2 separate regions of the Sus scrofa genome follow, and region 2 is linked to region 1. The links are chromatin contacts, called in public HiChIP or PLAC-seq maps. All regions are on one chromosome and are shown on one strand. The core of a region is the stretch at or near the end of the contact, and the rest is flanking DNA. Distances in the headings are between cores, read along the strand shown. Region 1 overlaps LOC106504896 (a long non-coding RNA gene). Region 2 overlaps SORL1 (sortilin-related receptor).

Region 1 (6,359 bases), core at 2,071-4,570:
GTGTGGTTTTCACTAATCCCCACCGCCAACCCCCTCCCTGCCCCTGTGCTCCACTACCTGAGAAAACAAAGAAAATTAAGGGGAAATAAACTTAGTGTTCCGTCATAATGAAGGTTCTCATTTGTTGGCTTTTACTCTTGATCTGTCACAGTTAAAAGTCCTTGATGTAAGGACATTGGGACCTAGTTGTGTACCTTTTCCGAGGTTATTTCTGTCAAGTCCAGTGTGGAAGTTGCTAGTCAATGGAGTTTTCCACAGTCATTTGAGACCCAGGCTCCGTCTATTTCAGGACTTCGCTCTTCTCCCAGTTTATAGAGTCTTCTATGTTGAAGGAGCCTGTGGGGAAAGTGCACACGGAAAATGTGTACGGGTCATGCCCAGAAATTAGCTGTATGCATCCTTTGCCCAACTTCCTTTGGACAAGACCTAGTCATTGGGCCCATCTAGATGGAGGAGATTCTGAGAAATGTGTCTGTTTGCCTGGGAGGCAAGGTGACAAGTTACCTGAACAGCTAGCCATTTTGTCAGACCCATATAATTTATTCTCTTTTTGAGGATTCCAATAAAGGTATTGAAGGGATGAATGAACTCAAAAGTGTTTCAAGTTATCCATGCACTGGATGTCTTAGTGCCCTTAATTCTGTAACTTAAAATTTTGAGACCAGGAAATTGCCAAGGAGAACATGAAACAAGTTTAAGGAAAAAGGAGCTTCCTTACCTTGTCTTCCTAACTTCTTCAAACTCAAAACACTTGACTGGAAGTCATATCATCATTCACTGCTTTCTATTATCTGTCATTGTTATTTGTACCCTGTTTATTCTAGACCCCACCTAGATTCTTTTAGAGACCATGTGTCCTTACAGAATGCTCAAGACAGGGTTGAGGCTTGATAGTACTTTACTGAATGAATTAATAAAATGATGGAAATGTCATTCTCTTTAACATAATGAACCCCTCTTAAGTGCAGATATTTAATCTGCGGAATGTTAAATGCCATCTTTTTAGCCAACTCATTTCTCAATTCTCCATTTGCTGACGTTTGCTGAGTGCCTCGGGGGAGTTAAAAGGAAAGTAAAGAGGAGTTCCCTTCGTGGCTCAGCGGTTAACCTGAGTAGGATCCATGAGGATGCGGGTTTGATCCCTGACCTCGCTCAGTGGGTTAAGGATCCTGCATTGCCGTGAGCTGTGGTGCAGATCACAGATGCAGCTCGGATCCTGCCTGGCTGTGGCTGTGGTGTACGCCAGCAGCTGTAGCTCTGATTCAATGCACGCTTCCATATGCTGTGAGTGTGCCCCTAAAAAGCAAAAAAAAAAAAAAAAAAAAAAAAAAAAAAAAAAAAAAAAAAAAAAGAAAGAAAGAAAAGGAAGTAAAGAGGAATCGAAGACGGTTCCCACATCAAGGAGAGAGGCTCTCCTTTTTTCTCTCTCAGAGTTGTACTCGCACTGGAAACAAAACCCTCTGGTACTGGACTCTGACCATACATGGGTCAGTAATACAAGAACTGATTAGGGGGTTGAATGAATCAGTGTGGAGTTATTACATAACGCACTGCTCTACATACAAAAAAAGATCCTCAAAATTATTCATTGATTACACCAAGAAATGACAACCCTAGTAGGATATTAACTTCAGCTGGAGGGTAATTTGTCTCAGAGGCATTATAGACGCTCAGAGCTTTAAACAGTTTAGAGTCTCGTCTCTGCCATTTGCAGATTGTATGACCTTGGTTTCTCCATCTGTAAATTGATGAAAATACTGCCTACCTAATAAGATTAAATAAGTTAGAAACATTCAATTAAATGTTAACAGAGCCTATTATTCATGTAAATTGTGCTTAATGCCTCTTCTTTCTAGGTTCAGTGATTATTGTCATTATACCTAGGGTAAGCTCTTGATAGAAATCAGTTGCAGGGAGAAGAAAGCCTAGATGTTTAGGCCTTAAAATTGGAGGATAATTACAAAACAGAAATAGACTGACAGACATAGAGAACAGACTTGTGGTTGCTAAGGGGGAGGGAGGGAGGAGTGGGATGGACTGGAAGTTTGGGGCTAATAGATGAAAACTATTACAGTTAGAATGAATAAGCAATGAGGTCCTACTCTGTAGCACAGGGAACTACATCCAGTCTCTTGGGATAGATCATGATGGATGATAATACAAGAAAGGGTGTGTGTGTGTGTGTGTGTGTGTGTATTTATATATGACAGGGTCCCTTTGCTATATAGCAGAAATAGGCACAACATTCTAAAAAATTGGAGGATGGAGTTCCCCCTTTGGTGCAGCAGGAGCAGCAGAGTCTCTGGAGCTCTGGGACTCAGGTTCAGTCCCCAGCCCGGCACAGTGGGTAAAGGATCTGGCATTGCCGAAGCTTGGATCTGATTCCTGGCCCAGGAACTCCATATGCCACAGGGTAGGAATAGCCTAAAATAAGTTATTAATTAATTAAAAAATTTAAAAGTTGGAGAGTAAAAGACATGAGGTGAACTAGAGATAGGGGATACAGGGGAAAATCATAAGTAAAGCTATGATTTTCCATCGTGGCACAGTGGAAACGAATCCAACTAGGAGCCATGAGGTTCCAGGTTCGATCCCTGGCCTCATTCAGTGGGTTAACGATCTGGCGTTGCCATGAGATGTGGTATAGTTCACAGATGCGGATCGTATCTGGCGCTGCTGTGGCTCTGGCATAGGCCAGCAGCAAAAGCTCCGATTGGACCCCTGGCCTGGCAACCTCCATATGCCGCCAGTGTGGCCCTAAAAAAAAAAACAAGATAAAAAAAAAAGTAAAACTAAAATCACTGACTGAAAATTTTCTTTATAAGTGCTGTAAGATAACTAAATTATTTGTTGCTAAATAATTTTAAAAGTGCATTGCCATAAACTATAAAACCAGTCTATAAGATTTTCATATAAAGTAGGGGAAACTTGATTTCCCTAAGAAGTAACTTTGTTAAGAAAGATAAGAAGAGGAGTTCCCATTGTGGCTCAGCAGCAATGAATATGAAAATTTGAACATTAGGACAAGTATCAAAAGACTGAAATCATACAAAGTGTATTCTCTGAGCACACGGAAAATCAATAACAGAAAGAGATAGGGTATTAAAAAAATACATTGGTTCAAGTACTGGTTCCTTCTTTTATAAGGATTAAACCTTTCCAGTATCCTAAACAGCTCCCAATATTGAGTTTGCATAAGACATTGTGCAGAGCCCTTTACATGAATTATCTCGCTTAATTTTCAACAGATTGGCACCAGTCCTGGCATGCCCGCAGCCTAGGCATGCCACCACCTACCAGCAGGCCAGCTGCCTTAGAAACTCCTGAGCCCCCAGCCCACCACATGGCCCGGCCCCACCCCCTGGTGGACTGACACTAACCCTAGGCCCAGTGAGGCTCTGCTAACTTTGTTGGTATCCAGGGTGCTCAAAAGCAGGCTCTCACCAGCCCCAGGCCTCCTTGGGCCCCAGCCCCACCCATCTGCAGCCAACTCCAACCCAGGGACCACCAGGGCCCTGCAGCCAGAGATTGTGGGATCTGGTTCCACCAGCTGGTAGGCCAGCTCTAACCCTGTGTCCTCTGGGGCCCTGATGGCTGGAAACAAACACCTGGGTCTTGGCTTGCGTCACTGTATAACCATGGTCAGCTAACTTACCTGTCCAGGTCTTTCTCACTTAAAGGAAGAGTCCTTTTCTCACGAAATGAACATATCTCTTATATATTAGGCATTGAATACACGAATGAATATTGACAAGTGTGCAAAACACAGGCATGAAAGCTAGAGTTGCTTTGAAAGCCTAGACTAAAGGTAAATATAATTGGAGGAGAATATTCATTGTCATAGACCCTACAATTTTGTTCTTTCCGGTGGGTCTTTTCCTCCCCTATTATTTTGTTTTGTTTCGTTTTTTCCTGGCTGAGGCTGCGTAGTTTCTGAGATCTGACTGTAGGTGGCGCAGTTATACTTTGCGCATGTTTACAGCAGCAAAAGCAGAAGCGCCCACCCTTCATGTCTAGACACAGGACGTGCACGGAATCATAAAATCTTCGGACAAGAGGGCTCTGGAAAGGTCATCTACTCCCTCCTTGTCTTTAGAAAATCTTTCTCCTCAGCCAGGAGATGATGCACGCTCTCTGCTATATTCCTTTTAGCTGCATTTAAAGCTCTACTGTTCATTCCCAGCCATGTAGTTTAGGATCCACAACACCAAAATACGCCAAGAAACAGCCCCCAAATAAAATCCAGTGTGTGCTTGTGCACACTTCCTTTCCCTGTGGGATTATGTACCACTCTTTTTTTTTTTTTTTTTTTTTTTTTCTTTTTAATGGTGGCTCCTGAGGCAGTTCCCTGGCTGGGGGTGGAATTGGAGCTGGAGCTGCCAGCCTATACCACAGCCACGGCAACACTGGATCGAGCTGTATCTGTGACCTTTGCTGCTGTTTGCTGCAATACCAGATTCTTCACCCACTGAGCATGCCACAGATTGAACCGTCATCCTCATGGAGACTGTGTAGGGTTCTTAACCCACTGAGCCACCCTGGGAACTCCCTTTGGACAACTCTTGGTCCTACTGGAGATCAGGGTGGTTCTTGACATTCTGATGATTTAGTAAATGTCATCTCTGGATTCTCATGAATTATTTTGTCTTCGGTTGAGATTTCTCAGTATCTGGGGTTCTGATATAGAAGGGGAAAACATTAGGCAAATTTATTTTCAAAGTGGCAGGTCTGAAAATCATTAAGACGAGATGTGGACAGATGCAACCTCCTCACAGGCCCCCGGAAAACCCCATTCCTGTGACTTGCCTCTCACCCAGAAGCAGGTATATAAAAAGATGTATTTCAATTACATGAAACTAGCATGCTCCTGACAGTTTTCCTACGAAGTGAATGTCTACATAGCTAATCCTGTTTTTCCATCAGTAATCGCAGAGTTTTTCCCCTCCTTTGAAAAAATCTGGGAGTTAATAAAGCCACATTTAAGGGTATATGAAATATTTTTTAAATGTTTAAAGGGCAATATTTTCATGATCAGCTATTAATAATAATACTCCAAGAAGATTACAGAGCACATGTGCAAACCACCCAGCAAGACTAAAGGGGGAAAAATGCCAGGAGTTATTTGAATCAGATGATGGACACATTCTGCATTAAACACTCACCCAGTTGTCTGCAGCTGGAGAATAGCACAGCTGTCTTTGGCGTTGCAGCCTTTTCCTTCCCAATTTTATTAAAGTGCTTAATTGTTTTGCAGGAATGGGTTGGTCTGGAAACAGCCGTTGATTCACAAATGGGAAAACACAGGGGCTATCTTCCTGAAGCAATGTGAAAATTCTCAAATATGTTCAGATGATGTTATTATCATTTAGGTAAATTTGTTCATTCAACTAGTACAGAGCTGTGAGCACCTAATATATACTGGGTATTGGGCTAGAGGATAGAGCAGTGAACAATTAAACATAAGTATCAAAAAGTATAGTGAATATTGTCATAGGAAATGTGCAGAAGTCAACAGGACCTAACCTAGCCTGGAGGTGAGGCCAGGTCTTCTGAAAGGACGCTACGCTTAACCAGAGATCTGAAGATGACAGGTGGGTGGGCCAGCAGAGGAGGGCTCCAAGTAGGAAGCATTGGATGGAGGAAGGTTGAGAGTTCAAAAAGAATGGACCACTAGAGACAGTGACGCTGGTCTAGCATGGCCAGAATTGCATGAGGACACTGGAAGAAGACTGAAGCTGGAGTGCAAGGTCAGGCCAGATTCTAGGGAGATTCTTTTTGACCAGCAAAGGGGTTTGGTTCTATCCTAAAAGCAAGGGGACAATATTGATGAGTGTATTCAGTGACATGATAGGGTGAGATCTGTGTATGACAGGTATGTTGCCAGCTGTGCGAATAGAAGGGTGAAAAGAGAATAGGGATTTTAAAGCAACATATAAATTTTTTTTTGTCATTTTAGGGCCACACCCGCGGTATATGGAGGTTCCCAGGCTAGGGGTCCAATCAGAGCTGTAGCCACTGGCCTACACCACAGCCACAGCAACGCCAGATCCAAGCCTTGCCTGCGACCTACACCCTAGCTCACAGCAATGCCAGATCCTCAACCCACTGAACAACGTCAGGGATCAAACCCACCACCTCATGGTTCCTAGTCAGATTTGTTTCCACTGCACCACGATGGCACCTCCAATTTTAATTTTTTTTTTAATGTTAATAAAAGCCATGGGAGAGATGGCCCAGAGAGTGGGTGCTGAGTGAGAAAAGGGCCAAGGTTAGAATCCTAGAGAGTATTTGAAGGACAAGCAGAGAAGAAGGAGGTGGGGAAGAGAAGAGGGGAGGGGTTAGGAGAACCAATAAAGGAA
Region 2 (6,359 bases), core at 1,573-4,072, 160 kb after region 1:
CATCTGGGAAGCTCCAGATTTGTTCTGTCCTTGCTGGTGGCTGCTGGGCTGCTGGTTTTCACAGCTATTATAGCTGTGAGGCTGTGAGTTTCCCAGGCTACGGCATAGCTAGGGAAGAGGGATGGGGTTAGGACAAGTTAAAACATCACCAAGTTAGCTATTCTTACCAAGCTTCAGTCATTGTCTTGAATAAATAAAGGCTGCTTGGGTTTTTGTAAGCCTTTATTGAATTTTCAGGATTCTGAAAAAGTTGATTTTGAGAAATTTTTGTTAGTGTTCTTGTGGTTTTCATGGATGAATGGGTTTTTAGAATTCCTTACTCTGCCATTCTGTAAGTGCTTTCAATTAATATTAACTTTGCAAATGGTTTATTATGGACATTTTCAAATCTACATAAAAGAACGGTTTGTACTGATATAACCTCCCCCCCCGCCCCGTGCCCTCATTCAATCTCAATATTATTTACCTTTGCTAATCTCTTTTCAGCTGTCTCCACACTACTTATTTTTTTCCTGGACTATTTTATTTTTTATTTTTTTGGCTACACCTGTGGCATGCAGAAATTCCCGGGCTAGGGATCGAACCTGGGCCACAGCAGCAGTCCGAGCCACAGCAGTGACAATACCAGATCCCTAAACCACTGAGCCACCAGGGAACTCCTGTCTGGCCTATTTTAAAGCAAATCCCAGATATATCATTTTATTTATAAATAATTAGGTATAAACAATATGAATGTAGATGGTACTTTGCTGAAACTTTGTTAGTGCTTCAAGAGAAAAGGTGGCAGTGGATGTTTTAGCCGAGTGCCTCTGAACTGATGTCTTTGTCCACCATCAGGCTGTGGGGCCCCTCATTTTTTTCCCCCACTGATTTTCTCTGTCAAACTTTCAGTTGAATGGCTCACTGTGACACCCTTTGGCCTTCTCTTGGCAGGAATATGTCATTTATTCAATTCCTTTCTGCTCTTTTCTCCTTCCTTCTCATTTCTTTTTGCTGCGGACATAATCGCAAACATCAGTGTAAATACACTCTCTGAAATTCAGATTATTCACATTCTTGTATTTATTTTTTACTTATCAGAAATGAACGTCCAATGAAAAAACATGATAAATTCGCAGACCCTGTAATATTGGCATACATTAAAACATTTAAATAATTCCTAGTTGTTTGTGAAGGGTATGTGTGCTGGTTAGATATATTAACTAGAATAGCCTTTCAGGAAGGCCATTTATACTCTCTATCAAAAGTTTGACCTAGGAATTCTAAGAAGGCAACTATCCTTCAAATACTACAAATATTCTTGTGTAGCTGTGAAAAGGGTAATATATACACGTATATTCATTGAAGAATGCGTCTGAAGATAACTTAAATGCCCATCAATAGCTGTAAGTGAAAGATGTCTAAGATGCACTATTGATGGAAAAAGTTTAATTGTAGAATGATACTCTTTTTTGTTTGTTTTGTCTTTTTAGGGCCACACCCTTGGCATATGGAGGTTCCCAGGCTAGAGGTCGAATTGGAGCTGTAGCTGCCGGCCTACACCACAGCCAGAGCAATACCAGGTCCTCACCATACCGAGCGAGGCCAGGGATCGAACCCACATCCTTATGTGAACTAGTCGGGTTTGTTAGTGCTGAGCCACAACGGGAACTCCATAGAATGATACCCTCGTTAATGAAAAAAGTTGAGTTGCACAACAGTATTTCTATCACGATCTAATCTGTACGTGAAAAAGAAATTTGCACATGTCGGTTTGGCATTGTGTTCAGCTACCGGTATCAGACTAGACATAAAAGCAGCTTAGCCAGCACAGAGGTTTGCTTTTCTCTCATCAGTGCTGCCTGGAGGTAGGCCGTCTAGGGCTGGTATATTGTTACCCTGGTGTTATAGGGACCCAGGCCTCTATCTTTCTGTTCTACCAGCCAAATTAATGATTTCTATTCTCAGAGTTTCCTTGTGGTCTAAGATATTTGTTAGCCTTCCATTCTCTTGGCTGAATGAGAGGCAGGCAGGCCAGCATAGGACCCCTTCCAGCCGATTTGGTGCCTTTAAGCAGCTTTCTTAGAAACTCAGCACAGCATCTGTTTGCATCTCCTTGTTTGGGACTCAGTCACATGACCACCCAGAGTTGCAGGAAAGGAAGAGAGCCTTAGACTTTTATTAGGGTGGCCATCCAGGACCTGTTGCTTGGAAGAAAGGGATGATGGATATTGGGGTAGGTAAATGTAGCACTGTCTGTCACTATGTAAGTGTGCCCAGGGGTGATGGCACCAAGTTTTTTTTTTTTTTTTTTTTTTTTTTTTTGGTCTTTTTGCTATTTCTTGGGCCGCTCCTGCGGCATATGGAGGTTCCCAGGCTAGGGGTCGAATCGGAGCTGTAGCCACCGGCCTATGCCAGAGCCACAGCAACGCGGGATCCGAGCCGCGTCTGCAACCTACACCACAGCTCACGGCAACGCCGGATCATTAACCCACTGAGCAAGGGCAGGGACTGAACCCGCAACCTCATGGTTCCTAGTTGGATTCGTTAACCACTGCGCCACGACGGGAACTCCCACCAAGTATTTCTAAAGGAACAGCCCAGAGTCTGTTACTGGTGGCCACTTTGGGAGTAGAAAGGAAGCGGAACGTCTCCATTTTACCGGTATCTGTCTGCTGTTGGGGTGCTTTTCATGAGTATGTTTCACTTTTATGATAATTATGGTAAAGAAGAACCCAGCAACCAACAAAAACCTCTAGTTTATTAAGACATATCTTACAGGCGTTCCCTGGTGGCCTGGCAGTCAAGTGGTGGTGTCATTGCTGTGGCTCCGATTTGCTCTATGGCCTGGGAACTTCTGTATACTGTGGGTGTGGCCAAAAAGAAAAGGAAATACAGCTTACAATCAACAGTGCGCCACAGTTTCATTGTTAATACTTTTCTTGGTGGTAGTGAAATATTAAAATAACTCTTTCATGAATGTATTAGGAGTAAACCTAATTATCGAGATTTAGGACTAACTCTCTCAGAAGGAAGTGGGATGGATGTGTTCAGAGGCTTTTCATGACCTTCGTATTCTGTGATTTTTTTGCATTTATGCCTTGGTTTCCATTCTCTGTTCTCAGGCCTCCTAGCAGCCGTCATTAAAAACATTTAATAATGGGCCTGAGTGTCACTGAGAAGAATGGCTCCTTTTCTAAGGTCTAACTGCAGTAGGGAGTAATGAAGAAACATATAAAGCATAAAAAAAGTGTTTCATTGATATCTCTGTATTTACATAAATTCATAAGGATTTATATAGGTGATACATCAACTGACCTTTTTATTTTTTCTCAGCTGACCTTTTTACATAGCTATAAAACTTTATTGACTTAAGGAGGGCTTTGGGGATGTACACATAGCAGTTTTGCTGGGAACTCTTTTCTTATTCAGGGAACGCATTTTGTGTTTTCAATCCATTACTTCTTCAGCGCCATACCGAGGACAAGCTAAAGCTATTGTGTGGTTTTCAGGGTACCATTTTGGAAAGGCAGTCTTTTATGCTTCCCTACCTGGCCTATTTAAAAAACCTACTTTTGGAGGTCCCTGGTGGCTCAGTGGGTTAAGGATCCAGTGGTGTCACTGCTGTGGTGCAGGTTCAATCCCTGGTCCAGGAACTTCTGGATGCTGCAAGTGCGGCCTAAAACAACAACAGCATAAGAATTAACTACTTTTTTTTTTTTTTTTTTACCTTTTTAGGGCTGCCCCGTGGCATATAGAGGTTGCCAGGCTAGGGGTCGAATCAGAGCTGTAGCCACTGGCCACAGCCACAACAACACCAGATCCAAGCGGTGTCTGTGACCTACACCACAGCTCATGGCAACGCTGGATCCTTAACCCACTGAGCCAGGGATCAAATCATCATCCTCATGGATGCTAGTCAGATTTATTTCTGCTGAGCCATGACAGGAACTCCAGGAATTAACTACTCTTAACCAGTGTTCAGTGGTGGCTTTTTTTTTTTTTTTTTTTTTTGTCTTTTCTAGGGCCACTCCTGCGGCATATGGAGGTTCCCAGGCTTGGGGTCCAATTAGAGCTGTTACCACTGGCCTACACCACAGCCACAGCAACACAGGATCCAAGCCGTGTCTGTGACCTACACCACGGCTCACGGCAACGCCGGATCCTTAACCCACTGAGCAAGGCCAGGGATCGAACCCGCAACCTCATGGTTCCTAGTCGGATTTGTTAACCACTGCGCCACCACGGGAACTCCCTCTGTGGTGGCTTGGAAAAAAAAAAAATATATATATATATATGTGTGTGTGTATAAATATATACATATATAAATAAATATAAATATATATATAAATATATGTGTACACACTCACTGCTACTTTAATAAAAAATAACTTCATGTTCATCCCCTTGTCCTTCACAGTATTTTTGGACAGACGTGAGCATAGGGCATTTAATTGTTATAGTGCAGTTCAGAGAAATAAGTAGCTTCCATCCATGCTCTATAGGAATTAAAATCTGCAGTAAATAGTAGCAGCATAGCCACGATAAGTGCAGCCAAACACCTGCTGGTGAGTCTGATCATCATTCTTGTGATGATGTCCATGTGAGGATGGGCCTCCCTGTTTGTGTGTGACCTTGGCCCTGTCACAAGACTTTGGGCCTGAAAAAGCTATCTAGAGCCTTTACAGTGGTTCTTAATCCTTTTCTGAATCGTGTCCCTTTTGAGAATCAGGTAAAGTGTATGTAAAGTGTATATACCCTCCCAAGCAGAATGAGTGAGTGCATCTGTATAGAAAATTTGTGTTTATTTTGGGGTTCTTAGACCATTGAAACCCATATACCGAGTCCTGATTCAATCAGCTTCTCATTTTATGGATGAATAAACTGGGACCTAGAGAATTTTAATAATTTCCTTAGGTGGCACAGCTAGCTCTTGCTCTAGTGCTTTTATACACATTTTCAAGCTTCCACCTGTGGTTTAGTATCTCCAGAATGCAGTGTGATGTAGTCAGTATCATGTGAAATATTCCATTTTCTACCAAACAAAACATATTCTAGCAAAAGACTTTAATCAATAAGTATTAAAAGTTTGAAAAATAGAATCAATCAAAATTTCTTCCATCTTGGAACGAATTAAGCTCAAGGGGATCCTTGTGTTCTGCAAATAGGAGAAAGGGGAGGAGGATATGTTACATATGCATACTGTGCATTCTGGGTGTGTGGTGGATCTCGGGGGTGGGGGGGGTGTTAGTTTGGGAGCCGTAGGCTCCTCCCCATCTGCCTCACCAGCCTCTCCCTTTCCCTCTCTGCTTCAGCTTCCGCAGCCTCGGTCCTCCCTCCCAAGGTCAAGTGCTCCCACCTTACCATTGTCCTTCCTCTTCACATGCTAGCATGTCTCCTGCAGACCAGGTGTCTAGGATAAAGTGGGTCAGCCCAAGCTGACCAGTGACAGCAAACACTGAAAAAATGTGCACATGTACTCACACTGTTTTGTGTCTTCAGTAGAATCGGAGGGGTCTGACTTCTCTGTTTCCCTTCTTGCCGATTTCAAGTGGCTATAACATGACACAATTGATTTTTTTCCTCCTCTTCCTCAGCAGCATCTCTTCGGCAGTCAGCAGCCGTCTTCTGTCCAGCTCTGGGTCTCCTTTGGCCGGAAGCCCATGCGAGCAGCCCAATTTGTCACAAGACATCCTATCAATGTGAGTGGGGTCTGCGTGGGGGGTGGGGAAGGAGTGCCATGGTCCCCATGCTGAGGTCAGGGGAGGGCTGGGGAGTGGATATTTGATGGAGGGTCCCTGAAGTCCCTTTGTAGATTGGTCTCTATAGGGAACCGTTATGCTCTGGGCATCTCGGTCTGTTTTTTCCCCTCTTCACTTTTTGAAGTGGAGCTGAATGGGAGCCTTAATTTGCTTTAAGTGGAGAGAGATTGGCAGAGAGGCTTGGAGCCAGCATCAATGGGCTCAGTGTGCCAGTGCTGAAGGAATGGGAGATTAATGACAGCCGTAGTTATTTATTAAGTACCTGCTGTGTTGCTCCCGGATGGCGAGGTTCCAAAAGGGGATAAGATTGGAGTCTGACCCTTTTAGAAACAGTCGGGTTGAAGAGCCTGAGAATGGAGCCGAGGAAGAAACCACGCACAGCTGATGGCTTGACCATGTGGTGTGTGTTAGAACATAGTGAGCGATGGAGAAGGTCAGGGTGGGCTGGGTCATCAGAGGAGGGACCACGGGGAGGAGGAGGTGGCATGTGAAGGCCTTGATGCCTGGAGTTGGTGCCATAGATGGTTCGTGGCTCAGAGGAGTATGTGATGGAAAACATACTTATCGATTCTCTGCTTTCTCTGGGCTCCACCTTCCATCAGTCACCTGCCAGAAGAG

The links. HiChIP or PLAC-seq counts read pairs in DNA pulled down with a chosen protein or histone mark.
Region 2: an H3K27ac HiChIP or PLAC-seq map of alveolar macrophages shows a contact between it and region 1. The contact joins two enhancer-like sites. A contact is called at or near these places in 1 of 47 Hi-C or Micro-C datasets (epiblast stem cells) and 1 of 2 datasets of contacts at active chromatin or transcription factors (alveolar macrophages).

What each region holds. Positions count from the first base shown.
Region 1 is chr9:48,372,716-48,379,074 of Sscrofa11.1, forward strand. LOC106504896 (a long non-coding RNA gene) reads right to left here. Exons shown (of 4, transcript XR_002335693.1): 3 at 195-336. Among named protein-coding and RNA genes, the nearest start is that of SC5D, 19 kb to the left of the region's middle. Within about 2 kb of position 3,321, at least 19 of the 83 cell types and tissues checked have an H3K27ac peak or open chromatin away from gene starts, as enhancers often do. A contact at or near this core is called in alveolar macrophages, where this site is marked.
Region 2 is chr9:48,529,714-48,536,072 of Sscrofa11.1, forward strand. SORL1 (sortilin-related receptor) reads left to right here. Exons shown (of 50, transcript XM_021063014.1): 8 at 5,580-5,681. Among named protein-coding and RNA genes, the nearest start is that of SORL1, 98 kb to the left of the region's middle. Within about 2 kb of position 2,823, at least 1 of the 83 cell types and tissues checked has an H3K27ac peak or open chromatin away from gene starts, as enhancers often do. A contact at or near this core is called in alveolar macrophages, where this site is marked.